2 separate regions of the Danio rerio genome follow, and region 1 is linked to region 2. Evidence: chromatin contacts called from public HiChIP or PLAC-seq data. All regions are on one chromosome and are shown on one strand. The core of a region is the stretch at or near the end of the contact, and the rest is flanking DNA. Distances in the headings are between cores, read along the strand shown. Region 1 holds the start of sdk1a (sidekick cell adhesion molecule 1a). Region 2 holds the start of cyp3c1 (cytochrome P450, family 3, subfamily c, polypeptide 1).

The links. HiChIP or PLAC-seq counts read pairs in DNA pulled down with a chosen protein or histone mark.
Region 1: an H3K4me3 HiChIP or PLAC-seq map of embryo shows a contact between it and region 2, with 13 times the contacts expected there. The contact joins the promoter of sdk1a here to the promoter of cyp3c1 in region 2. A contact is called at or near these places in 3 of 18 Hi-C or Micro-C datasets (caudal fin, skeletal muscle and an unstated tissue) and 2 of 4 datasets of contacts at active chromatin or transcription factors (caudal fin and embryo).

What each region holds. Positions count from the first base shown.
Region 1 is chr3:40,488,324-40,494,176 of GRCz12tu, reverse strand. sdk1a (sidekick cell adhesion molecule 1a) reads left to right here and starts at 3,042. Exons shown (of 44, transcript XR_012401153.1): 1 at 3,042-4,046.
Region 2 is chr3:39,952,250-39,958,841 of GRCz12tu, reverse strand. It overlaps cyp3c1 (cytochrome P450, family 3, subfamily c, polypeptide 1), which reads left to right and starts at 4,453. Exons shown (of 14, transcript NM_212673.1): 1 at 4,453-4,513; 2 at 4,699-4,817; 3 at 4,950-5,043; 4 at 5,144-5,196; 5 at 5,504-5,603; 6 at 5,709-5,828; 7 at 6,107-6,192; 8 at 6,307-6,455. The coding sequence starts at 4,750. It overlaps sdk1a (sidekick cell adhesion molecule 1a), which reads left to right. Exons shown (of 44, transcript XR_012401153.1): 44 at 494-1,985.

The DNA of each region.
Region 1 (5,853 bases), core at 1,793-4,292, 540 kb before region 2:
AAAAAGCCTTTTAAGTACACCTGATCGCCCAGTACTGCTGTGACTAAATCGATTGCTAGAGTTTCATGCCTGAACTGTGCTTCTTCAGACATGCATATGTTCCAGAAACCTTCATCCTACAAGTAACCATTGCATTGTGGTGCCATCCCAGAGGAACAAAACCACTTTCAAGGACTTTAATGTTGTCCCATGTTGGTCATTTGACTGAATCTATAGTCTTTTTTTGAAGAAACAGCTTAACATTAGCATGCTTCTATTGTCCTCATTCGGATAAAAGTGTCTGCTAAAGGATTAAACATAATGTAAATTTAAAGTTTCTACCATCGAGGCTAAGCCAAGCTGTTTATCTCCACAGAACAGAGAGCTGATTCACACATATTTACATTGCCTGAGTTGTGTTAATTAGCATAAACAACCAAGAAGTGTGTGAGTTGACTTGATCTGATGATAGAGGACACAAAATTCAGAGGAGAGATGTAAGGACAACATATGTCATAAAATATTTCTATACTGGATCTATTGAATAACTGACTTGCATACAACTTCAGCAATATCAAGTTCATGCAACACTTTTACAATAACGTCCTTGATAATAAGAAAAATAACAATACTTTATTCAAGTTACCAGAACAGCTTTTAAACGATCAATGAATGTCCTTCAGACTTATAGAATCTTTTCAAAATGTAGTTTCTATTTGTGATGAGTTATAACAAGAATAAAGTCATTTATTACTTCATGGAGACATTTCTGTGCTCCTGAGGTGATCTATTAAATTGATTTTGTGGGGGTTAAGGTGAGCATGATTCAATTCACAAATACTTTTCAGGTTGCTGAAAAGTTGTTTTAAATGTTTTTGAAAGTTTCCTTGGTAAAAGTTTTTGTTGAATCTGTTCTTTCACATGTTACAAAAGTTTTATTTTTAAATAGTTTAGGGCCATATTCAGCTTTAGGGAACATCGGCTGACTTTCTGGCAAAGTTTTCTAAAAATTATGAACTTTAATAGAATGCTGGTCATCTGGTGTTATATAAATAAAAGATGATAAATATATATTTTTCCACAATGGTGTCTCTTGTACATCGTCTTATTATCTTGTGCCATTTCCGGTAAAAAAAAAAAAAAAAACAATACAATAACAACAGCAAACTAGGTTGAATAAAAGAAGCTTTAAGTCAAAATTTGACAGGGATATTTATTTATTTTTATACAGTTCTGTCTGGATTTTGAATCTGATAGCCTGATAGCCTTGCAATATTCTGCAAGTAACAGCACATGTTCAGCCTCTTAACCCTACTCCCTTGTGTATTACTCCACCTACATACAGCGATAAGCAGAGGGCACTCTACAGTTTGACAAATATTGCTGCTGCTGGACAACATAATGTAAATTTGAGGCTTTTTTAGCCATGAATGTAGTTATTTAGATTGCAACTATACAGTTTATTTATAAGGATGGTGCCTTTTTAAAAATATTTTATCCGTTCTGAGAAACAGCGCAATGACTGCCATTCTCATGTTTTTGAGCAAAATTGGTTCATAATAAGCCCTAAGAGAAAAACAGCGTAATTCCAAAGTACAGCTGATCAAATAATTAATAAACAGGTAAATGGCTTTCACTAAATCGATCTCTCTCTTCTGTATATTGTAGTGCTGTATTTATACCACAGTAATATTGTGATCCCCGATTACAACAGAGAAATACTGGGAGATATCTCTGTAGACTGGGATGGCATTTCATGCCGTTCAGCCTTATAATCTTAAAATTGTGAGCAAAATCACCTGTTTTGTCATAAATTTAGACATTATGCTAGAGAATCATTCAAACACTTGCTCTAAAGTGAAGTTGGTGAATGACCAATGATTCCTGCTGTTCTGACATCAGCTGTATTTGAATAGCGTCATTGGTGGGACACTAAAGATATTGCTCATACACTACCTGCTCATAAAATAAAGTTAAATTGTTAAATATTTATTACAATTTTAACTGCTTTCTTATTGTATGTAGTTTTAAATTAAATGATTACTTATGTCATTATTGCTTTTATTACTATCACCATTCATAATAATAATAATTTATTAATTAATTTTAGAGTGATTTCTGAAGGCACTCTGAAGACTGGAGTAATGAAGCTGAAAACTCATCTTTAAAACCACTGGGATAAATTATTAAAATAATTCTAAACTATTTTTGGACATGTAATTTTATAGTACAAAAACATTTTACAATTTTACAATTTGTTCTGTACTTAATTAAATAAATGAAGCTTTGGTGAGCAGGAGAAGCTTATTTTAAAACATTTAAAATCCGTACTGACCCCAAACTTTTGACTGTTAGTGAATACGTACGTTTTTAAAATATATATTTTAAAACATATTTATTTTAATTAATTTTAAATATTAAACATATAATTGTCAAATGGCTATGCCCAGATATTGTATTTTATAATGGAAAACAATTGAATTTTTATTTTATGTTTTTGTAACTCAATGGAAAGTTAACAAAAAAAACATAATTTCATTTGATGATGAAATATCATGATTATAATTATAATCTAATAACTTTTGCCCAGTTATCAGCAAGAACTAATACTTTAAGCAGTACTAAAACAATACGATCACTTATTCTTTCAGATATTGTAATGAGTAGCCCCCCTTTACTTCATGTTTACATAAATATAGGCTACATGTATACACTGCATCACGATGCAACATTATCTTATCCATATTTGACATTTTATTTTCCCAAAAGTGCTGTAAAACATTAAAACAGACATGCATTTAGTATGCTTTCTGTGTATATAAAATCTTTTTTTGCAGCAGCAGCAGACACAGAAATGGGATGCCTCGTCTTTGATCCATAAACAAATATACGGCATTGCTGCAATACTCGAATCTCTCAGAAGGACTGTATGGAGTATCGCCTCCAGCAGCAGCAGCAGCCAATGAGTCTTTAGCGGGGCGGAGGTGAGTGAGGGAGAGAGAGACGCGGCTGCGGCTCTCAATGGAAGTTGCTGTAAGTGCGCTGCTGGACCTGTACACTACATTCACTCGCTTTCAGTTCGCTGTGAGCAGGAGCTCAGCTCACACCTATCTATACACTACGAACAGCCGCTTGTTGCGTTTCCAAAGTACGCCGGGAGACCTATTCGATATGCATTGATTGCTTTTTAATCAAACTCGCTGCGACGTTTCATCGGACACTTCATCAGAGCTCATATTATTAGTACGCATACAGTTTTAGGGGGTGACTGCATGCGTGCAGCCTTCTGGATTCCGTGCATTGGTTTATAATAGAATTTTTGTGATGGTTTATGACTTGCAAATCCCTCCAACATGTTGAAATAACAGCAAACAGGAGCAGCAACTGGATCTCATATGAGACTTTCCGGAGATATTGAGTGAGTGTGCTTTTTAAAGTGGAATAATTGACGAGACTTTTAAGAAATAAAGCAGGTTTATAAAGTGCGGTGTCATCAGTGTAATGCATAAGTGTAATTACAACCCATAATAATGACGTGTGTGCTGTGATCGCGCGCTTTCGCTGGCATCACGCGCAGCAGCTGCATTTAAACTGCTGTTAATGAAAAGCGCGTTATTTAGCGGGAACTTTCGACTGGACTGGAATGTACGTTTGCTGACTGTCAGCGCTCGTGAGTTAAACTTGCGGAGTCAGAGAGAGCGGAATGGACGCCGGTGGATGTGAAGCCACAGAGAGACAGTTCCCAGGTCTTTCTAAAAAACGCAGACCTGCCGGGAGACACAACACGGCACTGAAAGAGGAGGAGGAGGAGGACAGTGTTTACTCAGGAGGCGACCGTTCCCGTAAAGACACAGCGCGTTCCCGCTCAACAGCACTTCTCACACGCGTGGACAAGAATGCCATCATGTGTGATCTTAAGAGCGCTTCTTCCTCTTCTTCCATGATTTTTACACGTTTCTCCGGGAGGAATTTCAGCGGGAATGGGAAGAGAAAGTTTGCGGTGCGCACTTGGAGTTGGTGGGCGTTTTTCTGCTTGCAAGTCCACGTGTTGGAAGCGGTCACGCAAGGTAAGAAAGCGTTTTTACACTTGACGTGCTGTGAAGCTTCGTGTAAACCAGTTTTGCAGCTTGCCATGTGGGTCGTTTTTCAATTAGAGGCACTTTGTGGGCTTGAAATGAGGCTGTCAAAACAGGCTTCACTTTCGTATATGTGTCTAGTTTTGAGAGGAACATCAGTGTAGTAACTGGTGGTGTGGAGATTTGATATTGTGCTTGATTGTAATTACATTGTTTGGTGGAAACTTAAACTGGTATAAGCAAATTATTTCGAATGTTTACCATTAAAGATCGATCGTTTGTTTAATCCTTAAACATGTTAACTTCATTTAGTTTTAATTTTTTTATATCAATGATAGACTACACTTATAAAACCATATTAAGCAGCAGTAGATAAAAACAAAACAATATATATTTTTTTTTAAATAAGAAAAATAGCATTTCAGTCTTTATACATAAGAGTTTCATATTTAATTCAACCTGTTGCCTGAACATACTTTGTAATTTCGGAGTAAAGTTTGTTTCAAATCCAACCTTTGAGTGTATCACGTAGCATATGTATTTTCTTTTCTTTTATTATTTTATATTATTATTATTATTTTAATGTAGCTGACACATACCCTCTCATTTTGCATTATTTAATATCAGAAGTAAACAAAGTTTCATGTCAATAAACATTCTCCAGAATTCATAAAGACTACATTTAGTACACATAAACAGTAAACTAACTATGTGATTTAAAAAAAAAAAACCTTATGAAGTAAAATTTTATTTTAAGTACATAAACTGAAGAGGGTAAATTTGGATACTGAAAACAAATCAAGTTTGGCTAATCTAATCTATCTCAGAAATTAGCATTGGCACTGTATAAAAGTTTTAAATATTTTTTTTAATCTATCCACTATAACAAGAGCATCTGAATTAAAAAAAAATCATCAAGTAGAAAAAGAAGTCCTTGAAGAATGGTCTAAATACTATTATTCAAACTAATGATGCCATATCGGAGATAATGAATGGTTTATGGCCAATGTTTTACACACTACTGTCATAAGATTGTGAAACTTGATTTTAATAATAATGGAATGTCAAATATCTGTCTGTCTGTGCAACAGCCAGTTGAGCTGAGCTCTCTGGACCCGAACAATAGAGGAGTCATTAGGTCAGACTGCATGCGTGGCCACAGATGGCATATGCATCCTTTGGCTTTGATTCCAGCTATAATGCTTCTCATACAGGGAATATGATGTGTGTGCATATGCATAGTGGGCCACTGGAGGACAAGAGTAACAGTTGGCATGCTGAGAAAAGGGATGTTTGGTGTTGTTAGAGCTCTCAATGTATATCTGCATTAGGCATTGTGAAGTATTTTTGTAATGATGGAGGTGTGCAGAATAAAACAGAATGGCTTGTCAGATTTAAAAGAAATTAGTTATTTTAGACATTGGGGGGTATAATAGGAATGATCAGTCTTGTGTGACTATTAATGACAGGCTTTTATGCCTCTGTCACATTATTTTTATTGAGAAATAACCAAAACAGCATGCCTCATTAAAAAGAACATTTTTAATTCTTTAATATGCCACAGATTAGAGTCATTTTCTTCCCGTAATCAAAAGGATAAATGATCTGAAAAAAGGGAAAAGGATGCCAAAATTCTCTTGAATTAAAACCTCATCTTGCTTTAAGCTCTTTCCACCCACAATACATGTATTTTTGTCACTTGTGCCATTTGCATTCCTGAAGGCACCGTCAAATTAGTGTGCAGCAATTTTCTCTGCAGAAAAGAAAAGAAAAAAGAAACAAAACAGATGTTCAGTCA
Region 2 (6,592 bases), core at 3,204-5,703:
TTTAAAACCCCATGAGGGGAAGTAAATAGTGAGTACGGTTTCATTTTTGGGTAAACTATACCTTTAGGGGATTTTATAAATTAAAGAAGTTAAATATTAACCAAAAATACTAATAATAGCACAAGACAGAAACATACACTGACTAAATTGGACAATTTTCATCCTGTAACATCCTGATTCATGACTTTGAGTAACAAAATATTGAAATATTTTTAAATACATTCATTCTCTTATCTACCTTTGGCTTAGTCCCTGATTTATCAAGGGTCGCCACAGTGGAATGAACCACCAACTACTCTGGCATATGTTTTACGCAGCGGATACCCTTCCAGCTACAGCCCAGTACTGGGAACATTTTCAAATGCAACCATTTGAAAAAACTGAAAGAAATCATGTCTTTGCACATCAAATATTCCTGCACTTATAGAATCATCCTAAAGTACAATGCAGCATACTGTATCGTGATTTCTCTTGTCACATCTCTACTGATCAGGCCACAGACAGCGAGTGTGAAGAGGAGCCCATCAAACACTCGTTCGTGAATCACTACATGAGCGACCCGTCGTACTTCAACTCGTGGAAGCGGCAGCAGAAAGGGCTGAAGCAGACGCTGGCCTGCTCTTACGAGGAGTGTGCCAGCGGGGACAACGAGTCCTACTATCAGACAGTAGTGACGCAGCACAGTGTTGGTGGGGTCTACACCCCTGCCGGCCAGCCTGCGCCAGGCTCACGGACTCCCGTCACAGGCTTCTCCTCATTTGTGTGACACACAGAACCACCTGCACCCCTCTTTGTGGCTCGGACAACATAGTTGCAGAGGATCTCCTCTGATTTGGCACAGCACTATCATCACGAGCACTATAAGAGAGACATCACGTGTGAACGAACGCTCATCGAGTTGCTGGATTCTGAATGTACTCGATTAGCGATCATTATTCAGAGGAGAAAAACAACAAGAAAAAAAGATTTTTATACGCCAATACCGAAGAGTTACTGTTACTGTACCGTGTCCCTCCTCATGTTTGCAGCCTTGGTTGTGAAAGATGCATAAATGTCTGTGGTTTTTAATAAGCAGGACTCACCGGTCGATGTGATGAGACACATGTATACGCGTAACATTCCTGCCCCGTCACATTGAGATGAACATGAGGAAAAGGCGAAGTGGAAAAACACACTGTAATTACTGTATACTCTTGTCTGAAAAATTTCATCTCACCGTCAGTGTCCCTATATATACACGTTGCACTTGAGGTCGCAAAGGTCATGAAATGTAAATCTTCTCTAATGGATTTGATTCATGCAACCTGGATAATGAAGCACGGATGTTTTCAGTAAATTCTTTTATAGACTCACCAGCAAAAAAAACTAACCTACGGAGGTCATTAGAAATGGTCTGGTTTTCTGCCTCTGTGATTGGACGGTGAGACAGTGCCAGATGTGTTGTGATTTGTGCCATTGCTCATTCTCACACACATATCAACATTTGTTTTTTTTTTTCTTCTGGCTTTTTCTTTTGTTCCTGTCTGTTCGGCCTCGCTTAGGAACTGCAAACACTCACTTGAAATTATTTAATGATCGAATGTATGACTTGTGTGTGAGGAGATCAGTATGCAGTTGCTTTACACATACGTTCTGCACTCTTGAGCCATAAATATTTGAGTTTCCTCCTTCAGTATGATTGACTATTTGCTTTTATTTGATTTTTTTGACAGGCTTGTAAAAAGTGTAATTTCACAGTGCGATTTTAGAGTTAATTTGTTTTGTCGTTCGCTATAGTGTTCTTCAGAAGTGACGTACAGTAGTTCCGTTGTACTTTCATGAGAAGTTTGAATTTTTGCAGTTCTTGAAAATGCCAACACAACAAATACAGTTATCAAACAAGAGTGTACTGTTATGGAAATGTTTGTTTCAGTCTCACCAAGTGTTTTAGCACAAGTGTATGTCATGGACGTTCATGAAGTAAAGATTTTTTATGATAAATGAAATGCTTGTTGTTGACTTTAATGCCTCTAAGATACAAAGATGTTTTCTTGATGTTACAATCACATGTATCTACACTGTAAATCCCAAAAAGTTAAGGTAACTCAAACCATTTGAGGAAACCGATTGCAACAAAATATTTACGTTTGAAAACTAATCCTAATGAGTGCTGTTAACTTACTCCATTTGAATAAATGGAAAACCCAAAAACAGTAAACACAGTAAAACCCGATAAATGAAGACAACTTAAACCAACTGTGTACTGTGAAATTCAATATGTTAAGGCAACTCAAACCGTTTGAGGAAACTGATTGCTACAAACCATTTGAGTTAAAAAAAAAACTAACATCTATATGAGTACTGTGAACCTACTCCAATTAAGCTGAAGCAATGAGGTATTTAATTAACTCATTAACTTCAACACCGAGTTAAAAACTCTTTTCAAATGAGCAGAATTAACTTTCAGTCAATTTTAAGTTCACTACACTCATTTCATTTGATAAAGTTGACTGTTGGACTTTGCAGTCTAGCATAAAATTTGTATTTTTAAAACATTTTATGCAGATTGTGAAAAATCTCATTTGAAATGATCAATGAAATACCATATAGTTGTGTTTTTTATTACTGTGACTGAAAACTGCATGTTGGGGAGTTAATGGACAGTTTTATTTTATTTTGTATGTTTTTTTGTAATAATCTGTACAAAGAAGTCTTGTCAATAAAATTATTACCTTTTTTATTCAGCTAAATTAAAAGCAATAACAACACACAATAATTAATGTAGAAAATAATGGTAAAGAAACTATTATAATGTGTAGTTAGGGGTGGCCAAACTTTTTTGTATGAACGGCCAAAAACCAAATATCATTGAGAGCCGTAGGGCGAAGACAAATATACCTCTCTAACAGATGTAAATTAGCTTTATAGCTAACTCTGGCACAACATGTCATGTTGTACATTGTCCCTGTATAAATAAATAAAGTAAATAAAAAACTATTTTACATTAAAGTTGCCATGGGCAATTTCCTAATTCATTTCATAATATTGCTAAATAGCAAACATTACTTCGAATAATATTAACTAATGCTTCTTTTGGATGAGACGTTAAACCGAGGTCCTGACTTGTTGTTGCTAGATAAGATACGGTTGTTGCCGGAAGTTAACAAAAATTATATTATTTATTAAATTTTCCATTTATTGTATTTTATTGACATCTACCCCCACTCCAACCCAAAGCCCAACTGTCGGTAGCATAAAATCAGTAGTTGTACCGAGTATTATTTATGCTATCTATTAAATTATCTAATAAATAATTTTTTTACAGTCATAAATAATGTCATAAATACAGTGTCATAAATAATGCTGCTATATTGATGTGCATATTGCACTTTCGGCTGGTCGCGTGTCCGTTCTAGACTTTACCATCCTGACTCTCTGGTCATTCAAAATATCATGGCACTTCTTGTAAAGCGTAGGGGTGTCACTCTGGTGTCCTGGCCAAATTCCCTCCACCGGCCCTTATGATCATGGCCTCCCAATCATCCCCATCCACTGAATTAGCTCTATCCCTGTTTCTCCACTCCACCAATAGCTGGTGTTTGGTCACCTGTGTGCAGCATCCACTTGGATGATGCGATGGCAGCCACCCCCTCTCATGATTGTGAAGTGCTTTTGGTGTATGGCCATACACAATAAATGTGCTATATATAAATCCACATTACTTACTAATGCAGTATCATATTTTATTATAACTTATTGCAGTACAAACACTCCCATTTTATATATATTGCCCTGATTCACTCCCCAAAGTCTCTGCATTGTCTGTCTGATTAACTAATCTGATTTATTTGTACCATTTAAATTGAAACATTTAATTTCAGCTAGCTTTTGTAGCTTAATAATAAAACAAAAAAATAAAAGGTAACATACGATCTCTAAACCATCCCCATAATTCTCCCTTTCTTCTCAGATGGCATGGTGGGCCAAATCAAAGGTTACCAACTTTGGCCAGTATGTGGGCCCTAGTTTGGGCATCTCAACACTGTATAATCAACATGTAATGTAATTGTAAATAATTATAACTTATACTAAATTTATAAACAACATATTTTAAAATCACCTTTTAGGCATTCAGTTTTTTTTTTTATAAGAACCAAGTGTGATTTTATGTAGTTTGCACAAAAGATATTAAATGATAGGCCTACATACTGTCATCAATTACTAATCTATAAATACATTTCGGAGGAAAAAGGAAATGGAACAAAACATTATTATAATCCATTACCACTTGGCATGACAATATTGTTTGTGGAACTGGCAGCGCCAGTAGGCCTAAATATTACGTCGGTCATGAAGTCACAAACATCGAACTATAAGTTTGAAGTCCGTTTCGGTTTTTGTCCAAAGGGTGTCACTATAGTGTCATGTATATACTCTGAAATTACAATGAGGGACTTGTTTTTGAGCAACAGTACAGCAGGTTTGTTTAGTGAAGACACAGAACTAGAACTCCGTGTTGAGGAGCGGTGGTGAGGTGAGTGAAATCGTCGTACTTTACACTATAAAAACTAACTGTTTCGCTTTATGTATGCTTCTTAACAAGAAACCCCGTTAATAAGAAATATGCGTCAAAGGTGTAAAACGATTAATGTTTGTTTTTTTTCTTTCATATGACCCTACTTCCGGATCACTCTCGGTGTGAACGCGAATAAACCACAGCATTAGTGTACATGAGCATTTGTTGTACACTGAAGAATACATTGATTTACAATGTTTGATCTCTCGTCTCTGTCTGTGACCTGGACCCTGGTGGTTCTGGTCATAACCCTCCTTTTAATGTAAGTATTCATCAATAATAACAGATCAAAGAATGTCATTTAAATTGGTAGTCGTGTGTTGTGTTATTTTTGTGCATTATTTTATCATACTGTAAAGCTAATGTAATCTGATATCTTTGTTATATAATGTAGTTACGGTGTTTGGCCACATGGATTTTTCAAAAAACTGGGAATTCCAGGACCAAGACCTTTGCCATTTGTTGGCACGGCTTTATCATACTCTAAAGTTAGTATTTGATTATATAAGGTATAAGAATGTGTACTTACTGAAAATGATCCTAGAGGAATAAGACGTAATTAATTTTCTCTATGCAAATGTATTGTAGGGCATCTGTAATTTTGACATAGAATGTTCTAAGAAGTATGGAAAAGTATGGGGGTAAGTATAAGTTATATGATTTATTGTGTTCTCAAGAATTAGTTCTATAATTAAAAATCAATCTAATTAAGTGAACTTGCTGCTTAAGAAACAGTTGTTCTGCCTAAACAACCGCAAATATTTGTAAATGAAATCATATTACATTATCAAATTTATTCATTGTCAAGTATGATCAAATTAATACTTGCTAAATAAAAAAAAAAATAATAATAATTTTAAAACTTGCTGACTTCACACTTTTAAATGATATAGTTATTTGCACAGATCACAGGATTGCTGACTGATCGATATTTCTTTTATTGCTCAGGATCTATGATGGAAGGCTTCCATTGCTACTTGTTACTGATCTGGAAATGATCAAAACGATTTTGGTGAAAGACTGTTATTCTACCTTCACTAACAGACGGGTGAGGACATCAGTTTTACTAGAACGGACATAACAACATAAAGAGAATTATTTCTTTAAGACCCAGTTGCGGTCGGTCATCATTTGGATAATTTTTTTTTTACAGAATATGAATCCAGATTTGGTTGGCCCTTTTGCTGATGGAATAACATTGGTTAAAGATGAGAGGTGGAGGCGAATCCGAAGTTCACTCTCTCCATATTTCACTAGTGGACGACTGAAGGAGGTACTGTGAAGCTTTTTAAAGAGACCCAAATATAAAATGTACTCACTCTCATGTTCATCCAAACCTGAGTGACTTTCTTTTGTATGTACAATAATATATGTGTGCTTTGTTTGTACAATGGAGTGCAATAATGTTTAACAGGATGGAAGAGGAATTGAGCATGTCATGTTATTGTTGATGTTTAAAACATTTTACTTTTTCTTTTATATAACATTTATGTTATCTTATACTTTAACATGTTTGTTGCTGATTTTATTTTATTTTTTCTAATATTTCAGATATTTCCCATTGCTATGACACATGCTGATCGTTTTATTGAAAATATGGAAAAGAAAGACCCCAATCTGCCACTTAAAATAAAAGAGTATGTGCCATTTTTCCATCATAACATGAGACAAAATAATCATAAATCTTTTGTTACAAACGTAAATGATCACTATATTATATATTTAACAAGAAGCCCCTATTTGTGTTTCAGTGTTGTGGCTCCATACAGTTTAGATGTTGTCGCCAGCTCCTCCTTCAGCGTTGACTTCGACTCCATAAACAACCCTGATGATCCGTTTGTTACCAGTATCAAAAGTTTTTTCAACATCAATCCACTCAGTCCTCTCTTTCTGCTTTTAGGTATGTCATTTTGATTTGATTTTTACAGTGCATCCGAAAAGTATTGATAGCGCTTCACTTTATACACAATTTACATATTACAGCCTTATTCCAAAATGGATTCAAGTCATTTATTTATTTTTATTTTTTTATAAATC